Linked DNA regions of Mus musculus: region 1 is linked to region 2. The links are chromatin contacts, called in public promoter capture Hi-C maps. All regions are on one chromosome and are shown on one strand. Each heading gives the region's core, a stretch centred on a gene start, on an enhancer-like site or on the middle of the called end of the contact. The rest is flanking DNA. Distances are from core to core; before and after follow the strand shown.

Evidence for each region. Promoter capture Hi-C pulls out the DNA fragments that hold promoters and counts their contacts.
Region 1: a promoter capture Hi-C map of pre-B cells shows a contact between it and region 2. The contact joins the promoter of Hdac10 here to the promoter of Brd1 in region 2. A contact is called at or near these places in 13 of 39 promoter capture datasets (3T3-L1-derived adipocytes, the C10 cell line, the HPC-7 cell line and 9 more), 3 of 115 datasets of contacts at active chromatin or transcription factors (embryonic stem cells and pancreatic cancer cells) and 2 of 9 other capture datasets (liver and pancreatic islet).

Annotation. Positions count from the first base shown.
Region 1 is chr15:89,125,664-89,130,664 of GRCm38.p6, forward strand. Hdac10 (histone deacetylase 10) reads right to left here and starts at 3,037. Exons shown (of 20, transcript NM_199198.2): 1 at 2,727-3,037; 2 at 2,522-2,656; 3 at 2,259-2,355; 4 at 1,931-2,028; 5 at 1,723-1,827; 6 at 1,487-1,555; 7 at 1,206-1,332; 8 at 978-1,043; 9 at 715-774; 10 at 549-638; 11 at 312-418; 12 at 163-227; 13 at 1-86. The coding sequence starts at 2,785. Gm46530 (a long non-coding RNA gene) reads left to right here and starts at 2,876. Exons shown (of 2, transcript XR_001781738.2): 1 at 2,876-3,530. It overlaps Mapk12 (mitogen-activated protein kinase 12), which reads right to left. Exons shown (of 12, transcript NM_013871.3): 12 at 4,921-5,001.
Region 2 is chr15:88,730,543-88,735,682 of GRCm38.p6, forward strand. Brd1 (bromodomain containing 1) reads right to left here and starts at 3,677. Exons shown (of 13, transcript NM_001033274.3): 1 at 3,387-3,677; 2 at 1-162. The coding sequence starts at 148. It overlaps Gm41377 (a long non-coding RNA gene), which reads left to right and starts at 3,579. Exons shown (of 3, transcript XR_875560.2): 1 at 3,579-5,140.

The DNA of each region.
Region 1 (5,001 bases), core at 1,787-4,286, 390 kb after region 2:
TACTGCACATGTGGGGCTCTCACCAAGCAGACGCAGAGATCTCTCTTCAGGAGAGTGGGTGCTGGAACTCAGAACTGGGGCCACATCTAAACGGTTCAGAGTCACAGTCACTGCAAAGAAGCTCAGAGTGGAGCCACCAACCCAGGTCCAAGCCATACTGACTTTGCTGGAGGCTTGTCCAGTAAGGGGTCTGGGCTGTCTGGACACTCTGGATGGACTCCAGGGCACTATGGCAAGAAGTAGAGTTGTAAGCCTGACTCCCCCCCTCCAGCCTCAATCCCCCCCTCCCACTGGCTCTCCAGTCTTCAAACCTCTGACATGGCACCATGAGCCCAAGAAGGGGAGGTGTGGGGTCACCAAGCAGTGTCTGCACCATCATGCACACTGACTGTGCTAGGGACTCCAAGTGGTAGCCACCCTAGGAAGAGCGTTGAAATGGGACAGAGGAGGGATGTCACTAGTGTGAGTGGCCGTACCAGGCAGAACACCTAATCTCGACTGACTCTCACATCTGGTGCCCTCCCCTCCCCTGGCCCTTGGGCACTTACCTCCAACACAGCACAAATCCGGCCACCAGCCAGCACCTGCAGCAGCTGTGTGAGATGGGCAAAGCACTCAGGGGTGGCCTGCATCTGCCCCTGAAACACAGTAAGTATGATAAGGACCTGGGCCCCCAGAACCTTACATTACTCCCAAGCCAGGCCATGTTCTCACCTCAGGGTCCCCGATAGCAGAGTCAAATCCAGCCGACACCAGCACCAACTCAGGATCAAACTATAGGCAGGATCCGGTGGGAAGGAACCAAAGAGAGCAATAGCCCAGGTGAAGGGGAGGTCCCAGTGCTACCCACTCACATAAGGTTAGACTTTCTGAGACACCTTCCCTACTCCCATTCATACACTGGAGTGGCTTTCAACTCTCCAGTCTTCACAGTGGGACTCTGGGTAAGCCTAGGAGGACACCCACCACACAGTCACCTCGAAGGCCAGTGGGAGCAGCACATGCAGAAAGGCAGCCAAATAGTCGGCATTTCCCATCCCAACCTGCAGCAAAAGCAAAGCAGGCATCAGGGGACCAGCCCTGCAAATGAGGACATCACGGTCTTCACCCCTGGGATCCAAAGTCCAGGGAGACTCTTGCAGAATGCCCCAGGAGACATTCACAGGAGACGTAGGCTGGACGGAGGGGGGAGGGGGACTTGGTACCTGGTTCCAGGGCAAATTGACAGTGAAACCTTGGCCCTGCCCTTGGCCAACTGCATCTGCATCAGACTCTGGGAGAAACGGCCAGAAGCTTCCATGCTCATAGCGGTGCCAAGAGAAATAAAGGACACTGTCGACAATTGGCCAGGTCAGAAGTGAGGTCCCTTAGCAACTCCACAGCTTCTCAAAGAACCCTAACTCTTAAGACCCCTAGTCTCACCACTGGAATTTTATCCCCAAAATGGTGAGCGGCAGAGAAGGGCTGTGTCCACACCCCAGCTCACCTGGGGTCATCGTTGAAGATATACTGGATGCCCTGGCCATGGTGGACATCCCAGTCGACAATGAGAATCCTAAATTCGGACAGTACTGGGGATTACTGGAAGTGGCTGCCTTTCCACCTTTAGGCTAGGAGCTCAGCCAGGAGTGGAGGGAGCTGGGTGGGACCTCTTAACCACCAACTCCACCTCTTCCTATTTAGTTTGGGTCCCCCACACTTGCAGGTCAAGCTTGGACACACCTCTGCAGCCCATATTTCTGCTTGGCATGTTTGGCTGCTAGAGCCACATTGTTGAACACACAGAATCCATTGGCAGCTGCCCTCTGACTGTGGTGCCCTGGAGGCCTAGGGTGTAAAAAAAAAAAAAGGAAACACCGGGCATGTCAGAGTCATTCTGTCCCCTCACAGGGTCACACACAGACAGCTAGGGGAGGAAGGTGGTTCTCACCTCACCAGGGCAAGCCCATTGTGCACAGCTCCTGTTAGCACAGCATCGACCAGCTGCAGTGCAGCCCCCGCTGCCAGCCGGGCACAGTGAAAGGTGTCCTGTGAGCCAGAGTGCAATTGAGCCTGGGACCTGACCTGCTTGTCCCAGGTTGCAGGTTTCCCACTGCTGAGCAGACAGGGCTGGGGCATTGGCAAGCAAAACATGGTAGGGTACGGTCATAAAGCATAAACAAGGAGACACTGGCAGGTGAGCAGACTTGGGTGTGAATGCACCTAGGCAGGCATATGGACATAAATCTGGGTGAATGGGCGTGTATGCTGGCTCGCACCGGGTGAAAGTAGACAGCATTGTACTGCTTAGACAGTGCGTGGAGCTCCTCTTTATCCAGGGTCTGGGTCTTCTGCACCAGGGCTATATATTCCGGGCTGCAGATCAGCAGGCGGGCCACCAGCAGGACAGGAAGGAAAGGAGCAGAGATTCCTGGTGGGAGTGCCCACCCAGTAATCCCTTTTAGCCCACACCACGGTGAACCCAAGGGAATGCTAGCGGAGCTATAAAAGGTTCGGGTCCCCAGATCTGTCATAGTCTGACCTGTGCACCAAGCCCAACTCTTCCTCTGATGCCTCACAAGCTGACAAACACAGGCACCTTTCTTCCAGGCCACGCTGCCGCAGGCCATCCAGGGCAGCTGTCAGGCGCTCTGGGCACTCAATTTCGCACTCGGGGCTGGAGCAGACAAGGATCTCAGTGTTCAGGGTTCCCTCCCGGCCCCCTACTTCTGTCAAGACACACTTACTCATCCCAGAGCAGTCGAGTGGCTGTCATGTCCTCGTGGTACACAAGTGCTGTGCCCATAGCTACACCGTGGTCACTTTGATCCGCTCTAACGCAACACGCCCTCTGCCGGCAGGTAATTGCACTGCCCGGTCTCACCTAACTATGCACGTAAACAATCCTCACTCGGGACGAACTGGGTTGTGCACGCTGGACCTGGGCAAGAGGAAACCACCCCAGGCCCAGGTCCGGGCTCAAGCCCGCCCGATTGTCAGAAGAGAACCGCTGGAAACTGAACTAAGCGTGACGCCAAACGCCTAACTTCCGGCTTCCTCTTTTACAGACTCCGGCCCGCCCCTAGGCGAGATTAGGGTGGAGTAGACCAAAAGGCTGAGCTCCCCTGGGATTGCGCGCGCTCTGTGTGTCTTTCTCTCTCTGCCTCTCTTTCTCTCATTGTCTCTTTCTCTTAGGCTGCAACTTCAGTGCCACCGACAACTACGTGTGGCGCGGAGCCTACGACCAGTACCGCCTCCAGTGTCCTTCTTGAAATGGATAGGAAGACAGGGCTGCCTGTCCTCAGGCCATCCATAGCTACAGCCGCAGCTATGCTTCCTTCTTGCCCCCAGCATCCTCCTAGCCTAACCTGGTAGTTTAGGCCACAGAGTCAGAAATGCCAACTGTCAATCACAACCAATTTGCCTGCTCCCGCAGGTGAAAGATGGAGAGGAGAGAAGTGAGCAGGGTGTGTATGTGAGTGCCTGCGGGGGCTGGCCTGGGCTGGATCAAAGCACTGAACTTCCAGAAGGGACTGACAGAAAGGCCACAGGTAAGAAAGAGGCCACTGGAATAGAAGAGTTATATAAGACGCCAGGCCAGCCAGGAAAACTGCAGCACAGTGTGAGGCTAGGAAGGGTAGAGGGTTCTGAGCAAGGAAGGGTGAGGAAGCAGGGAAGGGGGCCTTAGGAAAGGAGGAACAAAGGAGACATGAGCTCAAATACCAGCTAAGACTATACATATATATATATATATATATATATATATATATATATATATATATATGTATGTTTGTATGTATATATGTATATATATATACACACACACAAATAAACACACACAGATATATACACACATATATACATACACATATATACATACATGTATATATACATATATATGTATATACATATATATATATATACACACACACATTTCCATAGTCCAGCCTTGTCTCCAGTTCCGAAATGAGTGTTGGCATTACAGATGCCTCAAGATGGGGGGAAGGGACAAGACACACCCCCAGGATGATGAGGGGAAGGGGGCAAGGCTGCCGCTGACGTCTGTGATAGGAACACATACAACTATCATGTACAGGGGAAACCAAAGAGCCCTGGAGTGGTTAGAAGTAGGTGCCCTCTGCCATACTCAGGAGTTGGGAGTTCAGGCAAGGATTTTGGAGGAGCCCAAAGCTTCTCCATCTTCTAAAAGCCAATTAACTACCCTGGTTTATGTATATTGTGGGGTAGGGCATGAACTGAGCCACACCTCTGTAACTGGGTGAAGTATTTGAAGCCTTGGACCATGGTTATCACAAGGGGATTCAGGCAGTGGAGCCATGGTCATGGCATCTCCTCTGACAAGATTAGACTGGGCAAAGTGTATTTGCCCAGAACTTGTCAAATGAAGGGAATGAAAGACCTCACCCTTATGTCCTGCCCTGTCGCACCTGTCCTTGGGACATGAGGAAGAACATGGACCATCTAACCAGCCCAAGTGTGGTCTCGTGTCTAATGGCTTGCAGATGACAGTATGGGTTCAGGGAGGCTGCCAGGGAAATGCTGGTAGAGAGCTAAGACCTTCCTCACTAGAAGTCTGGACCATTGGAAGACAAATGCTGCAAACTCAGAAAGAAGGAGGCATCCCTCTATCTGGGTCTTAACATCATCTTCCCCACCATCCTCCCTTGCATCAGTCTCCAGACCTCCTGCTCAGACTCTGAGCCTTAAGAGTACAGTCATTCAAGAAGGGAGGGGCCAAGCCCTAATGTGGCTTGAAGCATTGGCAAGGACTAAGTGGCACCAGCACTGTGGCCTGGGAAGAGTCAGGGGACTGGCACCTCTATTAGCTGGAGGACATAGAGCTCAGGTTAGCTCCTTTTTGTGCACAGAGCAGCTTGGAGAACTGATGGGTGCTCAAGGCATGGGGCCACACAACCAGAATGGGAGATCTACAAAAGGGTTTATTTGCCCCCAGCCACTTAGGCAACACCAAATGGCTGGTTCGAATTCCAGGCTAAGGGT
Region 2 (5,140 bases), core at 2,427-4,926:
GATGCAAGCGCCCTTCGATTTCTATCTCCACCATCCTTTGAGCTTGTGCGTAGGTCAGTGTTTCTCGAGTGGGGGAGTGTTTAATACTGCACGGGGAAGAAGGATGCCTCGCTGCAGAACCTCGATGGCATCGTCCTTTCCTCCTCATTTGGCAATGATTACCTAAAATAAAGTCAAAGGAAAAGTTACCTCTATGCAGGATGACAGAAGCCTTCAGAGAACTACAAAATGTGCTTGGGTAGCACTAACAAATCTCCCGCAAACAAAGCTCAGAGTTTAAAGGCTCTGAAGAAGACTTCCAAACAATGTCTCACATTTCAGCAAGCCTCTCCCTCACCACACCCAGGTAAAGGTACAGATAAGGCCGGAGACAGCAGGAAGCTGCAGCCCTCAGGGTTCCTGCTGAATAGCTAGGGCACAGGTGCATTCCACCCACAAGACACCTCTTTAGACCAAGCCAAAAGTAAGCCCCAAACAGCAACACAGTCTCCAGAGTTAAGAGCGAGGCCTCTCTCCTACAAGTATAGATTGTTTTTCTGCCAGACTTCACAGCAGAGACCTGTGGCCACAAAGCAGCCGCCTACTGGGCTGTGGCCACCTACTCTTAGCAATTCCTAAGCAACCTCCTTTCTTTCTCACTACTGCCCAGCAGAGCGCTCCTGGGAACTTTCCTGCAGGGGCCCAGAAGCTTCCATAAGTCAACAGCATAGAGTAGTCCATTCTTTCCACAAACACATCCTACACAGGACTAAAGGGAACGCTGAGCTGATCTGTGGGATATTTTTGCCCCAAGAGCACAGTGTAGCTTTCAGGACACCTCAGCAGTGACCACCTTGGAAACTGCCGTGGGCACCACCAGCCTTTCCCTCTCATTAGGCCAGGACCTGGGTATGCTAAGCCACATACTCTTCAAGCAAACCTAGCAGTGGGCAAGATAATCAAGGGCCATCTCTGCTCTCTTCCTGACACACCTGAAAATGCTCAGTTCTTGCTCCCAAGAAAGGACAGGTTCCCTCAAACCACAGCCTGCAGTGGCCTCCCCGCCACCCTTTATCTCTGGCTCACACGCCTGAAAACTTCAATGCAGAGATTTGCTCATTTCCAGGATGGACAAAACCAGGGCGCCAAGAGCCTATATTCGCATTCCTTGTAGTGGACTCTGACATGCCGTGGTATCTATGGACCTTATGAGCAGACAAGCCCACTCAGAACCACTGGGCAAGCAGAATGAGCACATGGAGCATCAAGTGCCAGGAGCACTCGCTCGCGCCCCTCCAGCTCAACAAACCTATTTTACTGACAAGAAGTAGAGTTAGACTGACTCCCAAATATACCAAGTTGAAATATCAGGATAGTCCAGAGGAAGGGCGAGAGAGAGAGAGAGAGAGAGAGAGAGAGAGAGAGAGAGAACGCGCGCACCAGAGCCTGAACTCACAACTCATAGTTATCTTACTAGTCTTTGGGAAAAGCCCTCAAAGAGCAGACTTCATGTTTTAAGTCCCAAAAGGAAATCTCTACAATGCATTTTTAAAGACAGACTTTACAAGCTGCAGAAAGCCACATTCTATACTATCTCTCTATGAACAAGAAGAATATGAAGACACTGTAGTCAGCCAGACCCCAATGCACCTGCTTCTGAGGCACTTCCAGGTGCCTACTCAACACTGGATTCTCAGGAAACTGTCAAAGCAACCCTAGCCTGCCCTAGGCCTCTAGTGGCATCCCTAAGTCGAGATAGGTGCAAATCCAGGTGTCAGCACCATATCCTTCCCAAAAAGAACCACGGGCAGAAGCAACAGCTCCCAGATTAAAGACAAACATGTAATTTTCTCCTCTCCAGTAAAGTACTGTAGCCAGCCTGTCAAATCCCACATTCTTCTAGTGAGCACTGAAGGACTGTCTTTAAACCACTTTTCTACAAGAACTGAACCTAATACTTAATGGCCACAGCTACTCTGTAATTTGAAAAGGTAGTTGTGACCAGGGGAAAGCGGACATGTAACAGTACTGCCCGGCACAGTGACCAACAATCTCATCTACTTCCTCATTTTCATATACCCAGCACTTTACCCCTCTGGCTCTATGCAGGAACAAGCATCTCTCCACGGAGGAATCAGCAAAGGCAACAAGCATGCTTCTCCAGAAATCACTGGGCTAAACGCATCCTAAAAAGCTTTGCCGGCAAAACGAGGGGAAAGACTCCATGCTCAAAATCAGCTCCGTTCATTTCCGGCCCGGTTTGCGGACAAGCCATTTAAACTCTTCCTAGCTTCCACCCCTCACCGTAAAAGCACACAGGAAAGAGACACACCTTACTCTAAGGTGACCATCCGGAGAGAAAAACACAGACTCAGGACAGTGCACGCGACCCAACAAGTGATAAAACAGTAACTAAGTAATAGGGAAATTCTGTAACTACTTGTTACCAGATGACAGATACTCTAAAACAGTCGCAGCTGGGTGAAGTGAATGTCCTCCATGAAGGGGGGCCGTTTCCTAGGTGTGTGTAAGTGTGTCACAACTGCAGGGCACCATGAGGAGCTGCGTTTTCTGCAAATTAAGCGCACAGGAAAGTTGCTTCTCTCCTAAAGGCCCAAGAAAGCCGCGCACGCGCGCTCGTTTCTCGGCGTTTCCTGCACTCATCCACGGAGTTGTGGCGGAGCTGCGGGCTTGCTCCGGAGATACCAGGCCCCGCTCCACTTAGGAAATCTTCCGAGCCCGTCCCTCTTCAAGGGAGTTTCCTGTCTTGGCAAAATAGATCGGACCGATCTGTTACATAATGCGACCCGCTCCGCACCGCCAAGGCTACGGGCGAGGACGTGGGCAGACGCCACGAGACCCCAGGCCTTCCGCCTCCTCCGCTGTCCGACGCCCGGCCCCTCGGCCGCCCCAGCCGCCCAGACAGCCGAGCTGCCCAGAGCCCGCCCGCCCGGCCCGGCGGCCTCCCCGCCTACTGAGCCCTGCCGATCGCTCCATTCTCTTGGCCGCGCCTCCCGCGCCGCGGCGGCCTCCTTCTACTCCTCTGTCTCCCCGACCCCGCCGCGGCCTCCGTGTCCCTCTCCGCCCCCACCCGGCTGCGGCCTCCGCCTCCGCGATCTCGCCGCGGCCTCGCCTCCCGAACCCGGCCTCTTGGGCGAGCCGCCGGCACCGATCTCCGGCGTCCCCGGCCGCGCCGGCTCACGGCGGCGCACGTCCGCCCGGCCTTCTCGGTCCCTCCGGCTCCCGCGCCCGCCAGGCCTCACGGCCTCGGGGCCTCGCCGCCCCGACTCTCCGGCCTCCCCGCCCGCGGACAATGCGGAGCCGCCGCTGCCGCCTCCAAACATGGCGCCTGCACCTCCGCCCCGGCCGGCGAGGCGGGCGGCGAACGGCGACCGTCAGACACTCACCTTCGGGGGCGCCGCGGCCGCGGGAGCCCGGCGGGCGGGCGGGCGCGGAGGCCGGCGCGGCCGAGGCGGCGCTAATGGCGCCGCGGCTCCTCCGCCAACGGCCGCGCAGCCGTGCCCCGCCGGGCTCCGGGGCGCGCTCGGCCAGCGGCTCCGGGCCCGCAGGGCGCCGCGGCTCGGGCGGGGTCGGCGGCGCCGGCACGGCCGGCTGAGGCCGGCTCGGGGCCCGGCCGGGCGGAGGACGCGGACGCGGAGCTGCTCGGACGCCTGCCGAGGCGCTGCTCGCTCCCCAGCGAAGCAAACAATGCGGCGAGCGCTCCGCCCGGCGCGCTGCGTGCGAGACGCGCCCCGCCCGCCGCCGCCACGACGCGCGCCGCGCCAAGCCGGGATAAGGGGGCGGGGCGGGACGCGAAGGAGAGAGTGGGGTGACCAGGAAGGGTGTTAGGGTGGGGATCCGGATGGGGGAGGAGTGCTACAAAAGTGGGGTGACTAGGAGGAGAATTCTGGGGGAGACAGGCTAGGGTTCCTGAGGATGAAGGACTGCTGCTGTAAGAGAAGGGTAACCAGATGAATGGTGTTTACTATGGGGTCAATGGCACTGAGTAGAGCAAGAATGCTGACCCTAGAGAGCCAGGTGGAGTTTCCTGAGAGTGCTTGCTTTCCAAGGGAGTGGTATTTTGAGAGAATCAAGAGATGCATCCTAAGGGGGGGAAGTGGGGTTCTGATAGTGTCTGGTGACCAGCGTGGTTCACGGAGGATGAGTTAGGAGGGAATGGAAATGAGGGCCGTGATGGAGGGGATCACCAAACAAGGGTGGATTTATTTGAGGAATAAATGGCTAGGACTGGGGAACCCTAAGGTGGCACTAGAAAGGCATTAACAAGGGCACGAGGTCAGTGGTTGGGTAGAGGAGGGTATGGAAAGGACTTGAGGATGACTAGTGACTGGGACAAGTAGTAGCAATCTCAAACTATGGGCAGCCAGGTCTGGGGGCATGCCTCCAACTCAGGCTTTCCTCTTCTTTTCTTTCTTTCTGTCTGTCTGTCTACCTTTCTTACTTACTTTGGTGGTGGTGGTTTGATTGTTTGGTTGCCTGATTTTTGGTTTTGTTGTTTTGAGACAGACTCTCACTATGTAATTCTGACTGTAACTCACTATGTAGTCAGAGATCGGCCTCCCTAAAGGCATGGCCCACCACCCATGACTTAGGCCTTCCTCTTATAAGCATTGTACTCATAGAAGTATTTAAGCATTGACATCCCTACCAAGGAGCTGGTAACACTTACAGCAGTGGTTCTCAACAGTCCTATTGCTGCTGATCAATGCTGTGATGGCCTCCAGCCATCAAATTCTTTCACTTCTACTTTATAACTATAATTTTCAATACTGTTATGAATGTAAATATCTGATATGCAGGACCAAAAGGGTTGTGACCCACAGGCTGAGAACCTCTGCTGTAAAAGGCTTGAAGATTTTGAAATCAGGGCCCTTTGGGTTGGTGCTTAGGGACACTGGTCTTACTCTCCAGCTTGTTCCGTCTACTTTGTCCTTAGTTTAAAAGTTAGTGGCTTCTAGAGAATTTTCATTATGAGACTCATCTGTAAGTATTTTGAAATGGGGGTGAAGACTGGGTAGTTCTTTGGTTGCCTTGGAAGGCTTATGACAGGTGTCATGGTGATGAAGCACTAGTCATGTGCCTGTGACATTAGCCTGGACCTCTCAGGTAAACAGAAGAGCTTTTCATTCGTGAGCAGAGC